2 separate regions of the Mus musculus genome follow, and region 2 is linked to region 1. Evidence: chromatin contacts called from public HiChIP or PLAC-seq data. All regions are on one chromosome and are shown on one strand. The core of a region is the stretch at or near the end of the contact, and the rest is flanking DNA. Distances in the headings are between cores, read along the strand shown.

Region 1 (2,915 bases), core at 130-2,629:
CCCTTCCTGGAGCCCAGGGAAACGCTCTGTTCAGTTGAGTGTTGTCTTGGGCTTGGTCACTGAGGCTCTGGCAGACATTTCCACATGGGACAAAAGCACAAAGCCAAGCATTGAAATATGTTGCAGGATGGGAGCTGAGATAGGACACTGCTGAGGGTGCACCCACCTGTTCTGACACCCAGTCATGATGTCACCCATAGAAGACTTGCCTGGGGCATTCCTTCATGGGAACCTTCCTCTGCTAAAAGCATTAAGAGCTCTACTTACCACCGCCCTAGTACAGAGGAGTCTCTGAAAGTTCACAGACAAGACATCCCTGCTGGGATCCCTAAAGGGACAGTGAGGCTGTACTGGTATTCCTGTGCCTGATGGATAAATTGACCTGGCTTTGTTGCGGAAGTAGGGTGCAGTGAAGGTTTTTTTTTGCAGGGGGGGGGGCACAGTTCAGAAGTATCTGAAATAAGCAGAAAAGGGACCTGAGGTTCCCCACCACACAAAACTCCAAGGGAGTATCAAAAGTAGTTAATCACACCACACAAAGCACTAAGTGCCAGGCACCGCTGAAAGGACTCTCCCCTGCACCTGGTACTCAGTTTACTCCCAGTACCTCCTTTGGGCAGGGCTGGACTTCTGTGATAAAGCGTTTCACTAAGTGGCAATGAGCAACCAGACATCGCTGTCCAGGGCTGAAACGCTGGCACTAGGCCACAATTGGGCGGACACTTGGGGCACCAGGTGCCTCCACAAGCTGCTTCCAAGACTTCCACTCAGCCAAGCAGAAGGGTGCGCCCGAGACGCAGCTCCTGGCCAGTGGGTCCCAGAGCACGCGGCGCTCGGTGGACCTGGGTCTAAAGGCAACATCCTCGAGGCTCCGAACCCTGGTACACTCCAATTTGTGCCAGGGCAGGGGACGCCCAGAGGCCCGCGGCCAGGCCTCGCCTGTGCCGGGCCGAGGAGCAGTAGCCCCCAGCAGCCGCGGGGGAACGGACGTCCGCAGCCCCACCCCCGACCGCGCCCCCACCCTCAGCACCGCGCACCTGGCCGCAGCGGCTCGGTGACAGTGAGAACCAGCAGGAAGAGCAGCAGGAAGGCACCGCTGTCTGCCTTGGGCACCATTTATCCTCCGTTCATCGTCCCCGGGGCAGCCGCGTGACCCCGCGGGGAGGCCGGACCTGGCCGAGAGGAGTGGGTGAAGGCCGGACTCCGACCTGGGGCTGAGGGGCGGCAGGCGAGGGATCCAGCTGGGCCGCGGCAAGAGAACGCCACCGACTCGCGCGCACTCTAGGCCGCAGGAGCGGGATGAGATTCCGGCTCGCGCAAGATGGCGGCCGTCCTGCTCCGGCCCGCGCCACCCCGCCTCCGGCCCGCACTAACCAATGAACGCCGAGCTGGGCGGGGGGTGGGGTGGCGGAGGGAGGTAGGACCCGAGCTCCAGACGCGGGGCGGGGCATGAGCACGAGAGGCCTAGGGAATGAGCGAGTGGGCGGGGCCAAGGGCGGGGCTAGCAGGAAATGAGGCGTGCCATTGGCTGAACCGAGAGGTGGGACGCAGCCTTGGCAGCGAGGTACCAAAAGGGGTCCCTAGTGCTGGTAGGGTCACAAGGACTGACAGTGCTGGCGCCAGGGTCTGGGGTGGGTAGGAGTGGGGAATCCGGGATTAGTGAATTGAGGAGGTATAGCTGGACCTGAACGATCTTTACTCCTGGAGGCCCAGGTCTGTCCCAGTGCCAACATATTCCCTAAAGTGGTCTTCTAAACGCCGAACGGCTGTGAAGAAAGTGAAGAGCTCTAGTGAAAATAAAGGACCAGCAGTCTCTGTGGATCAGGGAATGGCACAAAGAATATCAACAGAGGAGGAAATGGCTTAATGGATGTCAGAATCTAACAGAGAAGCCCAGAGTCTCTGGACCAGATCTGGGGAAGGAGCTGCCTATACAATGGAGAAAAAAAGCCCAGGCAGAGACAGGGCTAAAGCCTGGGAACAAGGCTCCACATGCTAAACTCACACCTGCCTTCATGAACAGCATGAACGTGGAAGGAGAGACAGCAAATGAAAAACCAATCTGTTCAGGGGAAGGAAGTGAAAAGTGGGGAAGGCCAGTCACCTCCAGCATATCTGACTCACTCTTATTGCCCCTCCACCAAAGTCCCAGGATTTCAACCTACGATAGATACATGGAGCCATGAGTGAAAGATGCTAACTTGTTATAGGTAGGTAAAGTCAAGGTCAAGTCGTCAGACATTCCAACTTTACCAGGTCTTGGCCCAAGATGTTGGACATAGGACTTGTCACAACAGATGGGGGGTTCCTTGCTGGCAGAAGCAAGGGTACCTGTCCAGTGCTGCTCTGGGCACTCAGATAGTTTTATGGCACATTCCCAGCACTGAGTACAAGATCCAGGCCTAGCCTTCTGCCCCCATACCCACCCCCACTGCAAATCTGCCCTGGGAGCTCAGCCAGAGCTCTGAGTTGGGCAGGTCCTTTGGAGGGAACTCAGCCAAGTGCAGTCTTCCTGCCAACTGTCCACCTGCAGAGCCGCCGTTAAGAGTCCAGGAAAGGTTTGGAAGAGAAAAGAGCAGGACAGGAAGTGAGAAGTCTGGCTGAGCGGTACAATGAAAGCACAGAGTTAACTCCTTAACCCACCACCACCACTACCACCACTGGGCCAGGAGATAAAGAACCTGAAGTCGGCCCAGGTCTGTCTCAGGGCCCAAAACACATTCAAAAGTGCTCTTTTAAAAGGTGAAGCCCCAGGCTGGTGAGATGGCTCAGCAGGTAAGAATACTAACTATTCTTCCAAAGGTCCTGAGTTCAAATCCCAGCAACCACATGGTGGCTCAAAACTACCTGCAATGAGTACATCTGAAGTCAGCTACAGTGTACTTATAATAATAAATAAATCTTTGGGCCGGAGT
Region 2 (2,915 bases), core at 193-2,692, 58 kb after region 1:
TTTACTGCTGTGAACAGACACTATGACCAAGGCAACTCTTATAAGGACAACATTTAATTGGGGCTGGCTTACAGGTACAGAGGTTCAGTCCAGAATCACCAAGGTGGGAGCATGGCAGCAATCAAGTAAATATTGGTGCAGGAGGATCTGAGTTCTACATCTTCATCTGAAGGTTGCTAGAAGTCTAGCTCCCACATGGTTAGGAGTCTCATTGCCCATCCTCACAGTGACACACTTTCTCCAACAAGTCCACACCTTCCAATAGTGCCACTCCCTGGGCCAACCACATTCAAATCACCACACTATGTTTCATCTGGGCTGCTCTTAACTCCAACTGGCCAGCCCTTAGGGCCATGCTTTCTTGACTCCTACTTCACGACATCTTCCTTCTCTTCCTTCACCTTTTTCTCCTTCCTCCTGGTTCTCCTCTGACCTCCAAGCCCTAAACCCACCAATGTCTCTTCTGCCCAGCTATTGGCTGTCAACATCTTTATTTACCAATCAGAAATAACTTGGGGGCAGGGTCACAGGTCTACATACAGACTCCAGGTCTTAGGGGCCTGCACTTAGTGTTACAATAGACAGCAAGACCAAACCTCAACACTAACCAATCAAAGTGACTCACCTACTCTTGACACCAATCACATCAATTCACCTACCAATATTCACCAATCACAGTGACTCACCTACCAATACTCACCAATTACAAAGAGTCATCAGTACACAGCGTGTAGGTGTACCACGACAGCAGGTAAGATGACCAGTGATGTTCACTTTGCACTTGGTACCAGGAGTAGTGACTTTGGGGACCTATAATTTTTGTCAAGTATTCCTCAACAGTGAGTTGACAGAGAAAAGCTCCAAGGGGGTCTCACTGCCGATGTCCATCTCAGCCATGAATTTTCACCTTCAAATCTTGAGGGTGTCTGGAATCAAAGGAATTCTACCCCACCCCCTTTCAGGTGTCCTGTGTGCCCAGTGGCAGCATAAGATGCAGAAGTGCCACCCTCAGGACAGGTGTGCCTTGAGGGCAGAGAGAAGGAACTGTCACAGCAGCTGGACTATCAGAAAGGCTAACTTGGAGGGACAGGCCTGAAGTCTCCCAGCACACAGATCATTCATGGGAGCAGACATACTGTCTGGCATTGTAGCAGGTCCTGAAAACCGCAGAGCCTTTACACTCATTCAAGTGGATTTGAGGGCAGAAGTAGATTTCCATCTGCTGTTGCCTGCTATCTGAGTCAGCATAGATCCCAAGCTAAGATTACCCAGTGACACACTTCTCTCAGAAGTCTGTGTAATGAGGCTCCACTCTGGGCCTGCAGGCAGCATGTTCCTGCCTGTATACTTTCAATAGGAGTGTGCCCACTGGGAGGTAGCTACAGACAACCAGTCAGAGCAGACACAATGATTAGCCCAGCAGTAACAAAGAAACCAGGAGGCAAGCGTTCCCACTGGCTGCAGCCCCATGCTGTTGTCTGTCCCCTCCCCCATGTCTTCTGTGGCTAGGCTATGCCTGGAGAGTTGTTTGATGTCCATAAGCTTGGATAGTGACATAGATCCCATTAGAATCTAACAGACTCTTCCTGGTCCTTGTGCAGTTCAATGAGAGAGAGAGAGAGTGTGTGTGTGTGTGTGTGTGTGTGTGTAGACACAGAAAATGTAAATAGCCACCAAGTAAATCCTCAAGACGGTTATGTCTGAAAGTGATTACAATAAAGATTCAAGTGGCATAGGCTTCCCTCTAATGCTGTTTCCAAGGCTTATTAAAATGTAATGGAAAAAAGTTTTAAGTAAAAATGGACAGAAGACAAGCAGGTGAACCTCAGGAGAGGGAAAGGGGAGTTGGAGCGCCAGAGCTTAAAGCACTAGGCTGGTAAGGAACAGGGTGAGGCCAGCTTAAACGCTCACATGTTCAGGGCTGTAGGTCCTTTCTGGGTGGGGGTTTTGTTCCCTTGCTAGTCTTGGCTGCCCTAAGCAGTGTGCCTAACAGTCCTGGAGAGTGCAGAGGACAATAGAGACACTGTCTTTAGACAGTGTCAAGGCTGTGATGGCGGCAGAAATCCTTCAGAAATCGTGGGAAGTGTTGCAGAGCATGGGACACAGAGTGCCCTCTGTACATAGATAAAGGGGTTTAGAAACAGTTGCAGAAGGGAACTTGAGGACAGTTTGTTGCATCAGGGGGAGTGTGCCCTTAGTGACAATGCAGACAAGCTTATGCTCCCGGAAAATGCTAGAACTGTGGTTCTTAACCTGTGGGTCATGACCCTTTCACAGAGGTCACATAAAACCATCATAAAACACAGGTATTTATGTTACGATTCATAACAGTAGCAAAATTACAGTTATGAGGCAGCAATAAAAATAATTTTATGGTTGGGAGCCATATTAAAGGGTGAGGGCACTGGGTCGTTTGAGAACTGCTGTGCTAGAAGAATGGAGTTGGAGAGGGGTGGGAACAGCACCACATCGGGAGGTGCTTTGGGATACTGTCATCAAGGGGACAGTGCCTCTGCCCATGGCACTGATTGATCTTCAGGTGGACCATGTTTCTTTTCACCTTTTGCTTAGGTTCTACAATACTATTTCCTTTTTGAACACAGGAAGACTCTCACCTTAAAGAAGGCCGACTTACCTAGTGAATCCACTCTTGCTTCTGTTATATTGGAAGCAGTGAGGCCAAGGTATGGCAGTAAGCACATTTATACGACTGGAACTAGTTTTAAAAAACTAATGAAACATGTGCTCTCGACACTTTGATGCGTATAGTGCTCTCTGATTACTCACATCCAGCCCCAGCTCCCTCATCGACGCTCACACAGGCTCCCTTCGTAGCTTTTCATTTTGTTTTGTGACCTGGGTTTAACCAGGGCCATCTGTGTGACCATGGGTCTTCAACAATCAAATGGAGCCCG

What was found. HiChIP or PLAC-seq counts read pairs in DNA pulled down with a chosen protein or histone mark.
Region 2: an H3K4me3 HiChIP or PLAC-seq map of the SCID.adh cell line shows a contact between it and region 1, with 9 read pairs. The contact joins the enhancer-like site here to the promoter of Dgcr2 in region 1. A contact is called at or near these places in 4 of 39 promoter capture datasets (erythroid cells, liver, macrophages and 1 more), 8 of 484 Hi-C or Micro-C datasets (CD8 T cells, effector CD8 T cells, germinal center B cells and 5 more), 5 of 115 datasets of contacts at active chromatin or transcription factors (the HPC-7 cell line, the SCID.adh cell line, embryonic stem cells and 1 more) and 3 of 9 other capture datasets (adipose tissue, liver and pancreatic islet).

Annotation. Positions count from the first base shown.
Region 1 is chr16:17,890,349-17,893,263 of GRCm38.p6, forward strand. Dgcr2 (DiGeorge syndrome critical region gene 2) reads right to left here and starts at 1,380. Exons shown (of 10, transcript NM_010048.3): 1 at 1,038-1,380. The coding sequence starts at 1,116.
Region 2 is chr16:17,948,284-17,951,198 of GRCm38.p6, forward strand. No RefSeq gene overlaps it. Among named protein-coding and RNA genes, the nearest start is that of Gm41427, 14 kb to the left of the region's middle. Within about 2 kb of position 1,443, at least 72 of the 459 cell types and tissues checked have an H3K27ac peak or open chromatin away from gene starts, as enhancers often do. A contact at or near this core is called in the HPC-7 cell line, the SCID.adh cell line, neural stem cells and 1 more, where this site is marked.